2 separate regions of the Mus musculus genome follow, and region 1 is linked to region 2. Evidence: chromatin contacts called from public HiChIP or PLAC-seq data. All regions are on one chromosome and are shown on one strand. Each heading gives the region's core, a stretch centred on a gene start, on an enhancer-like site or on the middle of the called end of the contact. The rest is flanking DNA. Distances are from core to core; before and after follow the strand shown. Region 1 overlaps Rrp1b (ribosomal RNA processing 1 homolog B (S. cerevisiae)). Region 2 has its middle 22 kb from the start of Pknox1.

What was found. HiChIP or PLAC-seq counts read pairs in DNA pulled down with a chosen protein or histone mark.
Region 1: a contact with region 2 is called in an H3K27ac HiChIP or PLAC-seq map of trophoblast stem cells, with 4 times the contacts expected there. The contact joins two enhancer-like sites. A contact is called at or near these places in 3 of 115 datasets of contacts at active chromatin or transcription factors (regulatory T cells, stem cell-derived neural progenitor cells and trophoblast stem cells) and 1 of 9 other capture datasets (embryonic stem cells).

Annotation. Positions count from the first base shown.
Region 1 is chr17:32,061,070-32,067,374 of GRCm38.p6, forward strand. It overlaps Rrp1b (ribosomal RNA processing 1 homolog B (S. cerevisiae)), which reads left to right. Exons shown (of 16, transcript NM_028244.2): 16 at 1-1,793. Among named protein-coding and RNA genes, the nearest start is that of Rrp1b, 28 kb to the left of the region's middle. Within about 2 kb of position 3,897, at least 46 of the 459 cell types and tissues checked have an H3K27ac peak or open chromatin away from gene starts, as enhancers often do. A contact at or near this core is called in trophoblast stem cells, where this site is marked.
Region 2 is chr17:31,539,500-31,545,816 of GRCm38.p6, forward strand. No RefSeq gene overlaps it. Among named protein-coding and RNA genes, the nearest start is that of Pknox1, 22 kb to the right of the region's middle. Within about 2 kb of position 4,257, at least 12 of the 459 cell types and tissues checked have an H3K27ac peak or open chromatin away from gene starts, as enhancers often do. A contact at or near this core is called in trophoblast stem cells, where this site is marked.

The sequences.
Region 1 (6,305 bases), core at 2,647-5,146, 520 kb after region 2:
TAGCCCCCAGGCTGCTGCCCACATTAGCACAGTTTTCCCAGGGCCTCCCTGACTGCACCAGTAGGGTCTGGACCCCAGCTCTTGCCTGACCTGGAAGTTGGCTGCCCAGGAGTAGAAGCCTGTTAGCTGCCTCCATGGGTTTTATACAGCTCTTCTTGCTTAGTGCGGAACCCAGGGAGCTGCTCAGACTTCCACCAAAGCAAATCTGGCTCCTTCTTTAGAGAGAAGCCTACGTGGCGACTGCTCTTATTTAAGGAAACCACCTTGGGTCTGAGAGGTGGAGAGGCCGTGGGATTAAGCACAATAGGAGGCGCAGCTCCTGCTTCTACCGTTAGGCGCTGCAGGCTTGAAGTGGCAAGGCCCTGCATCTCAAGCACTCAGAGCTCTGTGAGCTTGCCTACTGTGCGCAGGATCTCCCCAAGTATGTCCTACTCTGTGCACCCTGTGCTGGAGCCCTACTTTTCACCCCGCTGCCCCTCGGGAGGACTGCAGCTCGCTCCTGTTGGGATCGCAAAGCTCGGGTACCTGCCCCGGCTTTGCTCCACACAGTCACGGGGTCCATTTCCAAGTCGTCTTTTTTGTTTGTTTGTTTGTTTGTTTGTTTGTTTGTTTGTTTTTTCCAGACAGGATTTCTCTGTGTAGCCCTGGCCGTCCTGGAACTCACTTTGTAGATCAGGCTGGCCTCGAACTCAGAAATCGGCCTGCCTCTGCCTCCCGAGTGCTGGGATTAAAGGCGTGCGCCACCACGTCTGGCTCCATTTCTAAGTCTTGAACCAACTGACTCCCGAATGCCATTCCCGGAAGGAACCAAGTGGTGACTTTGTCCTCTGCCTGCTCAGTCACAAAGTATATCACTAGGCCATAAAAATGGAGATGATGTTTTGCTTGTGTCACAGTAGGTCTTGTGCAGTGTCACTTGTAGTTGCATGGTTACAGCGTGCTGAGTTTGACCATTACATTCAAAACTAAAACCTGTGTAGGAAGGTTAAGGTCGTGGCAGCAGATGCCTAGCTTCTTATTTAAAAAGTTGAGTGCACCCAGCCATTTTCTGTTTTAAAGATAGGTTAATATAGCCAAGAGGGTCATACAGCCCAGTGGTGTAGAGCAAGACACCAGGTAGCAGTAATAGAAAACAACCTCACACCATTTTCACAATGGCCGCCCATCCTCGGGGACTGTGAGTGTCCTTGTCTTAGTCAAAGCACATCTCCTACCAAAATTGCTCCCAAGATGGAGGGTGAGACCTCAGTGCTAGGTTGACAGGTGGGCGTCGCCATGCCTGGACCAATTCCTGCACAGCACAGGAAGGCTCCACTCCATGAAGGAGTGCATTTAGAATGGCATCCTGGTCCTGGATGCAGATTCTCAAGTAAAATTGCTGTTAAATTTCTTCAAGTCCAGAGAAGCAAATCTTAGTGCGGGCAGACCGAGTTAGTGTTTGATGCGACTATCTCCATCCTTAGTATGGATGTGGTCAGTTCTGCACAATTTGGTTTCAAACTAACTTTTTTTTCTTTCCTTTTTAAAAATAATAATAATGTCTCAGTATGTATCCTATCCCACACTGGCCCCACACCGGTGGTCTCCCTGCCTCAGCCAGGCTACTGCTGGGACACGCACAGGAAGGAGCATGAGGGGGGGTTGGGAAGCAGTCGCCTGCCTGGGAAGTGGGTCTGTGTTTTCTCTAACTGCCACAGTGCTATTTGTTTACCATCAAATTGTATTGGTGTTTCCAGGGCTTGTTGGTACAAATCAAAGCCAAGACCAATTAAAAGAAATGTATTTTTATCTTCGGATTGGTCTTTGATGTTGCCTCTGTGTGTATAAAAATAGACCTCTGGAATGACTGTCATGTCAGGGTCTGGAAAACTCAGGCATCTGTCGTTTTTGAAAACAGGACACAGCGGGTACCTATCCCTGTTTCCCCAGAGCCAGTGAGCTCGTTCAGGCACTTGGTTGATCCTGTCCTGGGACTGCTCACTGCCATTCACTGTGTCTAAAGCAGAGGATCTGGGCCCTGAGTGCAAAGCCCATCTTCACCATAGGGAGAAAATGCATAATGTGTCCCCAGCCGTGGTCCACATGTTGTAAGATCAAAACCCACTCAAGTCAGCTAGAGGAAAAGGGCACATGGACAGGAGGCCCAGAAAGTTTTTCAGCCTACCTCAGGAAGGATTGTGGCAAATGGAGGTTGGAAGAGGCTTCTCCAAGAGCCAGAGAACTCAGACAACCAGGAACCATTCATACAACACAAATAACAGTTTAGACCTAGCATGATATAAAGTACATCCAGAGCTTAGGAGGTGGAGGCAGAGCTCTCTACATGACAAGTTACAGGACTATGCACTGAGACCCTGCCTTAGAAGACAAGATTTATTTATTTTATATATATGAGTGGCTCACAACCATCCATAATGAGATCTGACGCCCTCTTCTGGTGTGTCTGAAAACAGCTACAGTGTACTTATGTATAATAATAAATCTATCTTTGGGTTGGAGCAAGAGGGATTCCTGAGTTCAATTCCCACCAACCACAGGATGGCTCACAACCATCTGTACAGCTACAGTGTACTCACATAAAATAAATTAAAAAAAAAGGGGGGATTTATTCAGAAATACCAAAAAGTTACCATTTCAACATGTAATCCATATGAAAAGTCTAGGTGATGCACAGCTGTTCTGCCACAGTCTCAGAAAGCCATGTGTGCTTGCATACCAGACGTGTGTCACAGGAAACCAGCCCTCTCATGGCTCACAGCCATGATAAAGGCCAAGGCTGCTCTACACCCAAAGGTGAAAGGATGTTATCCAGCGACAAGCTGGGATAGGGACAGAGGGAACCCTGAGGCAAGGTGTGCAGAGGTAACAGGCATAAAGGCCCAGGCAGCAGAGGACAGAGGGCTGGCCAGGTACAGCCCAGTCAGAAAGGCTGTGGAGACCAGTGGGAGCATGCAGGAGCTAGAGTCTGGGATAGGTTCCCTGGTGGCCTCTGGGGAAGGATGGAGTGGAGGAAGAGATGGGACTGGGCCCCAGCTGGAGGAATAGCTGGACTTGAGGCTCAAGGAGGGCAGGGGAAGGGCTGCTTTGGTTGATGGAGGTGACAGGGAGGAGACAGGAAAGGACACTACTGAAGTGTCCATCACTTCATATTTTTACCATGACAATGACAAGGGTCACCTGGGTGCTGGGCATGTGACCTATACCTGTAATCTCAGGACTCAGGAGCTGAGGCAGAAGGATTGCCATGAATTCCAGGCTAGTCTGGACTACTGAATGAGACATGTCTCAGAAAAGAACAAAGGAGAAGAGGGAAGTGAAGAGAAAGGATAAAAGACCAAAGAGAGGAAGGAGAGAAGAGGTAAAAGCAACCTGGGAGTAGACAGCCTTTGACCTCCCCTCCTGTTAGGCAGGACGGCCTCCTAAATGTCCTGAACCCCTACATGTGGTGGATAGCTCTCAAGAGGGACTTGAGGGTCTTGTAAACCATGGGTCTGTTTCCATAGTAACCCACCCAGAGACTCTCTACCACTAAGTCGGTCTTTCCTGGCCACGCAGAAGCCACTAGTCCATGGACAGCAGATAGGGATGCAGGCAGCTGTAGGAAGGGAGCCAGGCTGAGGTAGGAAAGCTGACCTCACTCTCTGTGTCTAGTTGCTGGGGTTAGGGGAGACTGCCCCAGCAGTCAGCTGTACCCACTTCTCCACAGGGACAAGGTTCACTGAGGAGGCAGATCACACTGGGTCCCTGACTTCTGCAGGAGGGAGGACCAAGCAGGGGCTGGACCACCTGCGTCTTGATGGACACAGCGCTGGCTTTCCTCCCAGGCTCAGAAAGCGCCTTTTGTTCTTGGGACTCGCTGTCTTTCTGCACCCAGGCTAAAAATTGCTTCAGTTCTTCCTGGAGTTACTCATCGCCTGGTGACTAATCCTTTGGGGTCCGTCAATCTTTAAATCCTGTTGTTATTTCTGTGTTGGGTCCCAGGAACAAAAGCTGAAGAGGTATTCAACCAGAAGTGACCAAAGTCACTTCCTGCTTAAGCTGTACCTTCCAGAGGGTGGGCAGTATTGATTACAACGCATCACAGTGGCCGTGATAACTTTTGGAAGGCAGAAGCCTGTCACTCATCTGACTTCCCAGAATGCAATTTGCTCCCTAAGGCAGTTGCACAAGTTGAATATGAGGAGTAGTTGGGGCCTTATATGTCATTCAAAGCCCATCATTAAAAAAGTATGTATTTGCCAGATACACACATCTTTAATCTCAGTACCTGGGAGGCAAAGGCAGGCAGAGCTTTGTGAGTTGGAGGCCAGACTGGTCGACCTAGTGAGTTCCAAACCTGCCAGGGATACACAGTGAGACTCTGTCTCAAAACTAATTACTTCTTAATGTGTGTTTTCTGGTCATGCAAACACACACCTATAATCCCAGCACTCATGAAGCTGAGGCAGGAGAATCATTAATTGGAGATCTGCATTGGCTACATAGGGAGATACTGACTCATAAAATGAGTCCAGGAGGATGCCTTGGTGGGTAAAGGTGTTTGTAGCTAAGCCTGATGACCCGAGTTCAATCCCCGTGACCTACTTGGTGGAAGGAGAGAATCAATTCCCACAAATTGTCCTCTGACCTCCCCGGCATTCCTAGTTTTAGCTCTGAAGTGCAAGACCTCCTTGCCTAAGAACTCCCTCATTCCATCCCTGGCATCCATCCAGGGCATAGCCAAGTAAGTGACATTCAGAGTTTCTATCCTGTCTCATTCTGTCCTCTGTCCATGAGGATGTCCTGCCTTCATCCTGCCAGGGTCCTGTGCCCAGCAGCCTGTGGACAGACCTCATGAGAGAGATGTTTGGGGGGTCTAACTCATGCATCAGAGAGAGGAAGGACATGCTGAACAGAGGAGGTGGAGGGAGAAGGGAGGAAGCCTCAGATGCTGTGCAGGGCACAGCATTAGTGATGGGGCTGAGTTGTCTCCTCCCCAGGACCTTCCACCTGCATCCCTGAGGGGTTAGGAGATGTCTGTGACCCCTGGTGGGTTTCAAATTCAAGAGTCAACTGGGTTTGTCACAGACAGGGTGTCAGGCCACCCCAGCTGTTGGGGCTCACATCAGACCCCTCCAGCTCCAGTGAAGGGCTGGCGCAGGAGAGTTTGGGCTTCCTTTAGCCTTTGCAGGCCTCTGCAGCAGCCTTCTGGGTATGAAGGAACGCTGCCCTCCTAGAGGCTGGAATGAACCTTAGGGCAGTCATTCCTGAAGCTTTGGAATTCCTCTAAGTTAGCTCCCACCCTGTGTCTGCTTTGATGTCATCTGATGCAAGCTCTTGGAGTTTAAAGGTGTGCTTTCTTTATATGTTTTGTTTAAGACACAGTTTCTCACCAGGCGGTGGTGACGCATGCCTTTAATCCCAGCACTTGGGAGTCAGAGGCAGGCAGATTTCTGAGTTCCAGCCAGCCCGGTCTAGCTAGGGCACACACAAACACATAATTCAAAATAATAAAAATAAGTTGAGCCTGGTGTGTCTGTCTTTAATCCCAGCACTCGGGAGGCAGAGGCAGGTGGATTTCTGAGTTTGAGGCCAGCCTGGTCTACAAAGTGAGTTCCAGGACAGCCAGGACTATACAGAGAAACCCTGTCTCGAAAATCAGAAAACAAACAAAAAGCCAAAATTGATCAATCAATTAATCAATCAATATAAGAAGTATGTACCACTGTAGGCATTCATTTTTTTGCAACCTATGGGTTCAACCTCTAGCCCACCACCCAGCAGAGGAAGGTGAAGAGAAAAGTTAATAGGATGTGGAGGAGGTGGACCTGTTCAGCAGTAGTTCTTCTGGGTGAGCTTGATCTTCTTTAGCAGTAGCAAACACCAAATACGACTTAACAGTGCCATCCTTTCAGCAAGCAGACACCAGGCAGCCGTAGTTTAATCCTGAAGATACCGCCAGGCTCACCAGCTGGCCCGAGGCAAGGCTGTGGAAGCAGCAAGCTGCCACAGGAACCTCATGAGCAGTTCTTGGGCGAGTTTCTCTCAGTGTCAGAGTTATCACAAGTTGAGCTCAACAATGCTATGTAAGGTGAACCAGTACATGCGTGTCCTTAGTGAAGAATAGCGAGGCGGAGCAAACCAAACCAGTGCTCAGTGCTCGTCTCCCACTGTCTGTGGGGTCATGTGTATACTCCTTCCTCCTGGGTCCTTTCATGCGTTTGCTATATGCAAACATCCTTTTATCCGTGTCTGCTTCAGGAAAAGTCTTTCACGTGTTTGCTTTGGCAAGACAGCCTTTCACCTGTGTGTCCCAGGAAAGCATC
Region 2 (6,317 bases), core at 3,007-5,506:
GTCATGTCTGATTTATATTTAGCTTGCTCTGTTACTCAAGGAGATTGATGTATGCTTTGTTGGGCGTTCGTGGTTGAGTTAATCATCGCAAGAATACTTTTCACCAAAATATGCTGTGTTTAACTATGTCTCAGAGAGCCGGGTGGTGGTGGTGCACGCCTGTAATCCCAGCACTCGGGAGGCAGAGGCAGGCGAATTTCTGTATTCGAGGCCAGCCTGGTCTACAAAGTGAGTTCCAGGACAGCCAGGGCTACACAGAGAAACCCTGTCTGGAAAACAAACAAACAGACAAACAAACAAAAAATCAGGTTCAGATTTCCTAAGTGTGAACAAACACGGACTACTGAATCATGTCCCAGCATCCCCCTTCAGCAACCTGTGCATCCAAAGTATATGTCTTGGACAATATACAAATGAGCAACATGGAAAGCCATTCTCTGGAGCTGGGGTTCTCTTAGCTTAGTGCTCTGCCGGTTGGTCAAGACTAGAATAAGGTGACCTAAGCAGTGACCTCCCAGAGCTTCAGAGCAGCCTCCATATGATGACAGTCTGGTCGCAGCTAGTGGGTCCAACGCTCTGAGACACACATCCCACCATCTTTGTAAGCATTTGCTATCTTTCTAGGCTCAAACCCTGGCTTTGAAATCAGGAACAGCAACAGACTGGAAGCCCAGCGGGAGGAGCAGGCAATGTCTGAGGCTCTCTATTCCCCAGAGCCCTGGACCAGGGGCTGTGCTTTCTTTCCTTTTAGTTTAAATGTAGCCTAGGTTGTGAGCTCGCTCTCCAGCCTTCAATCCAGCTGACTTCCCCAAGTGCTAGGATTGCAGGAGTCTGTCGTCAGACTCATTGTTTTGTTTGTTTTAGAGGTATGTGTGTGTGTGTGTGTGTGTGTGTGTGTGTGTGTGTGTGTGTGTGTATGTGTGTGTGTATTCCAGCACCCAAGTGCAAGTGTGTGTGCCAAGGCTGGGCACATTACCCCAGCACTCTGCCACTCTGCCATGGGGCTTCCCATAGCCTGGGCATTATTTCAAAATGCCAGAGTTTTCCATACCTCTCCTCAGAAATGAGCCAGCCAGGAGAAAGCACTGTCTTCCCTAAAAGTCACCAAGTGTCTCTGCCACCTCTGCTACTGCCATCAGAAGTTCATCCCCACACCAGGAACAAGGCTTCGTGCCATCAAAGCTATTTCCAGGAGGAGAGTATTTAAAGAGTTCATGGGGCCGGGCGTGGTGGTGCTCGCCTTTAATCCCAGCACTCAGGAGGCAGAGGCAGGTGGATTTCTGAGTTCGAGGCCAGCCTGGTCTACAAAGTGAGTTCCAGGACAGCCATAGCTATACAGAGAAACCCTGCCTGGGGGGAGGGGGGGGGAAAGAGTTCATGGGAAGGGAGGAAGGAAGAAATGAAGGAAAGGGAGGAAGGGAGAGGAGAAGCTGCTCCCAGGGATCTGAGGTTATCTGAGATACCCGGGGATAGGGAGGGGCTGTCCTGTGTACCTCACTACACAGGGTACCCTGTACTGTGGGGCAAGCCCCTGCTCAGCTGCAGACTCTTCAGGTGGCCGGCTTCTCCCAGCTCAGATTCCAGCTTTCCTCCCTTTTAACTGTGGTACTGAGCCCTTTAAAAGATCCTCATTGTTTAGCCAGAAACCCTCTTGCAAACCAAGGTCATCTACATGCAGAAGGCATCTTAGGGAGGACCCCCCCCCCCCGCCCTCATGTACTTAAGGCTTGTTTTTTTGGCATCCTGTGACACTCTATTGCATTAATCTTTCAGTTATTTTCCGTAAAACACATAAACTTTTGGCCTTCCAGGGGTCTCCCTGCATGTTTGCATTGAATACTGTCTTTATTAATGTTGCTATTGTGGTTGTTTAGAATTCCACAGCAGAATAGGGAATTTTGTGTAGTGTTGCCAGAGACTTAAAGTTTTTGATTTTTTGGATTTATTGCTGGAGTTAGTATGTCATTAGGGGAGAAAAAGGGAGCCTAAAACAAAAGGGCCTGTTGGCATTATGAACAGTGGAGGCACTGGGCTCATATATAATGCATAAGTCTGGGTAATGGATACTTTTCGTTAGTCATAAAATGTTCAAATGACTCACAGATGTGTGGCCCTCGCAGCTGTTCCTCCCCAGCTAATGGTGCTGGCTTCCAGTCAGAGGACTTTTGTACCAAAGGAGTCTGGCAGCGACAGAGGTTCTTGTGATATTCCCATTGAGAGAATCATTCACTGTCAGCAGAGACAACAATGACAAACTACTAAAGGCTGGCCAGCCGGCCAGGAAGGCTCTGTCGCTCTGCTTTCTAAAGAGGATCCCGAGCTGCAGGATCCTCACGCTGAGGCAATCCAGGCTGTTTTGCTGATAAAGGCTTTTCCTTTCTTCCTTATGTTTGGGAGGGGTATGTTTGAGACAAGGTCTCTCTACATGGCCCAGGCTGATATGGAAGTCACTATATAGTGTAGGCTGGCCTTGAACTAAAAGAGATCCAACTGCCTCTGCCTCCTGAATGCTGGGATTAGAGATGTGCATCATCACGCTAGCCAAGGATATTGTTTCGGTTTGTAATTATATATATTGTGGAGGCCAAAACAGGGTATCATGTCAGCCCCCTGCAGCTGGAGTTACAGGTGATTGTGAGCTGCCCAACGTAGGAACTGCAACTGCTATAGAGACCCTCGATTACCAGTAGTTTAGCAACAGGGTAGGGTTCCACAAGCCTTAGAGCAGCTTAGAGGCCTCTCTCATGGGCCTGGCCCTGGATTTGGTAGAGGAACTGGACAAAGGGCACTTTACAGTCATGATTGTCTTATAGTCAGAGCCTGGGTCTGTCAGCTAAACAGAAACAGTTTTCTCTAGGTCTCACCGGCTTCAAGGGGACAGACAATTCTTTTCATTCGTTTTGGTTTGGTTTCAGGGTCTTAAACTCTAGGGTTCATGTGATCTCCTGTTTCAGCCTCTTATTTGGATGGAACTCCAGGCACGTCCCCCCTCTGTTGACAGGGGACAGTGCCATACTCAGTGTCCATGAGAGGAAGAGCATCAAGTGGGAGGTCTGGGTCTGACTTTATCACAGGTGCACATGGATGATCCATGCACACACACAGGCTCACATAATACATATATATGTATATGTGTGTATATATATACATGGATCACCCATATATATGTATATATGTATGTATATACACACACACACACACATATATATACATGCCTGTACATGAGCACATGTACATATATATGTATATATATGGGGATATATATATGTGTGTGTGTATATATATATATATATATATATATATATATATATATATATATATCTTAGTTAGGGTTTTATTGCTGTGAACAGACACCATGACCAAGGCAAGTCTTATAAAGGACAGCATTTAATTGAGGCTGGCTTACAGATTCAGAGGTTCAGTCCATTATCATTAAGGTGGGAGCAGTATCCAGGCGAGCTGAGAGTTCTACATGTTCATCTGAAGGCTGCTAGCAGGATACTGACTCCCAAGCAGCTAGGTCTAGGGTCTTAAAGACCACACCCACAGTGACATACCTATTCCAACAAGGCCACACCTCCGATACTGCCACTCCCCCAAACCATATATATATATATATATATATATATATATATATATGAAAGTTGGGGTCATCCCCTGTTTTCTGAAACCACAGGAACACACTATTATTGTCAGTGTCAGTGGTCTCTACTATGGCAGTCATTCAGAGACCCAGAGGGAGGTATGTCAGCACTACACTTTGAGACAGTCTCCGGGGCAACAGGATGACGCAGACACTGCCCAGGGTGCCTGATACCCTATTGGTACTTCTGAGTCCATGCTGCCAATCATGGGACAATCCTGCATGCCTCAGGGACACATTTCCCTTTTCTACGAGGGAGGGAAGAATATGGGTTGTGATGGGGACAGAGTGTGAATTAAGGGACATACATATGTGATTAGGATTGAATGGAGGCCCTCTTAAATGTTAAGTACGTGTCCTACAGTTAAGCTGGGTCCCCCAGACCTTAATTTTGCAGTCACATGCTCATCACATAGGATTATCATATCCTTCTCTCTAGGTTCATGCCTGCAGAAATATCCAAAATCCTAAGGAAAAACTAACTTTAACCACACCTGGCCCCACCTAACATATTAAGTAAAAAACACACTCACTTCACAGCCCTCTCAGGGTGAGTTCCAGTCCTCAGAGAAGGCTGCAGTATAAATAAGACCTTGCATTCTTCTTCCGTGAGCCTAAAAGGATTGCATCACACATCGCTCGTTCGCTGGAGGCAATGTTGACAAGGAGACAGAAAATAGATTAGAACCCTCGGGAGCAAACGACTGTGAAGAAGGAGACTAAAGCTTTCAAGCTGGGGCTGCTATGCAGGGGATTTGCTTTTGACATGAGGAATGGGAACCCCATCTGGGCCCATTGCTGCTCAAGGCTGTAAACTCAAAATACATCAAGGATATGTTGCCTCCTAGCTGATGATTTATTTCTGGAGATCTATGTGTATTACATTTCTAGCCCAACAAATGATAAAGAATACCTTTTTTTTTTAAAATGTATAAACCAACGGCTCCCAGGCAGGTACAGACACTGAATAAAAAGAGGCTCCTGAGGAAGCTGGCTAAGTCCTACCACCTTGAACACCGAGACAGACTTGCTGGGTGCGGGGATTCACACACCAGTGAGAGGATCCAGACTCATGGGACACTGACTGTCAAAACACACACCTTGTGACACGTGTGGTGAGTGGCCTGGACCGTGAGAGACTGGTTGTGCACTTTGAAATTACGTGTCTCCATAGTTTCAAAATCATGAACTGGCACTGGAAAGATGGCTCAGCAGTTACAAGCACTTCCTGCTCTTACGGAGGACCTGGGTTCAGTTCCCAGAACCCATATGAAGGTTCCCAACCATTTGTAATTCCAGTTCTAGGGGATCCAGCCCCTGACCTCAAAGGGCATCAGGAACACATGTGGCACGTATACATACATGTAGGCAAAACATCTAAAAAAAATCTTAAAAAATTTTTTTTGGTTTTTTGAGACAAGGTCTCTCTGTATAGCCCTGGCTGTCCTGGAACTCACTTTGTAGACCAGGCTGGCCTCGAACTCAGAAATCCGCCTGCCTCTGCCTCCCAAGTGCTGGGGTTGTTCTTTGATTTCCACACACGCAACATGAACCCTAACAAACAAACAAACTAACTAAACAAACAAAGGAACAAACAAACAAATAAATAAATGTAAAGATGGTTAGCAACAACCCCTTGCCTGTACTTTGGAGGGGTGTATAATAGTGAATGTTATCCTCGGTGTCTTTGAAACCCCTGTGCTTTCTATCGTACTGTAAGCATGCCTTGAATCTATGATATGGCCCGAGAGAGGAAAAGACCTCGTGATCCCACCAGCCTTCTGCCCCTGCAGACACGGGGAATCTTCTAGAGAATAGAGGCACCAAGTCCAATGCTCTACCATGAGGAACCACAGATCTGTGCCACGACCCAATGACCAGGAAGAGAGAGGAAGACATACTTCTGAAACTGAGAAAAAGAAAGCGTGCCAAGTATCCTGCAGTTCTGGGACCCTGGCTGATGGGCTCCCCTGGGGGAAGGGGAGTCAGCCATGAGCACAGAAGAAGAGGAGTGGAGACAGGTCGGAGCACGGACGAGAGGAAGAAGGGAGCTTTCGGGATTTGTGTAGGGGAGACTCACCTACACTTGCAGAGGGGCATACTCCTGTGCAGTCCCACATCATAAGGGGATGTCCAAAAAGATGAACCCGGAGGTAGAGCTTAGTTCCTACAGGTTCTTCCCCATTACAGCCTTTTAAATTTTATTTTATTTTTATTTCTTTAATTTTATATATGTGAATACAATCGCTTCTCGGCCTTTTGGCTAACATCAAGTGTGAGTACACTGTAGCTGTCTTCAGACACACCAGAAGGGGACGTCAGATCCCATTACAAATGGTGGTGAGCCACCATGTGATGGCTTGGAATTGAACTCGGGGACCTCTGCAAGAGCAGTCAGTGCTCTTAACCTCTGAGGCATCTCTCCAGCTCACGTTATAGCCTTTTAAAGGGGCAGCAGTGGTTCTCAACCTGTGAGTCTAGACTCATTTGGGGTCAAACATCCTTTTACAGGGGTCACCTAAGACTATCAGAAAATAATGATATTTACATTACAATTCATAACAGTAGCAAAATTACACTTCGGGAGTAGCAAGGAAATAATTTTATGGTGGGGGGGTCCACCACAACATGAGGAACTGTATTAAAGGTTTGCAGCATGTGATGGTTTGCATAT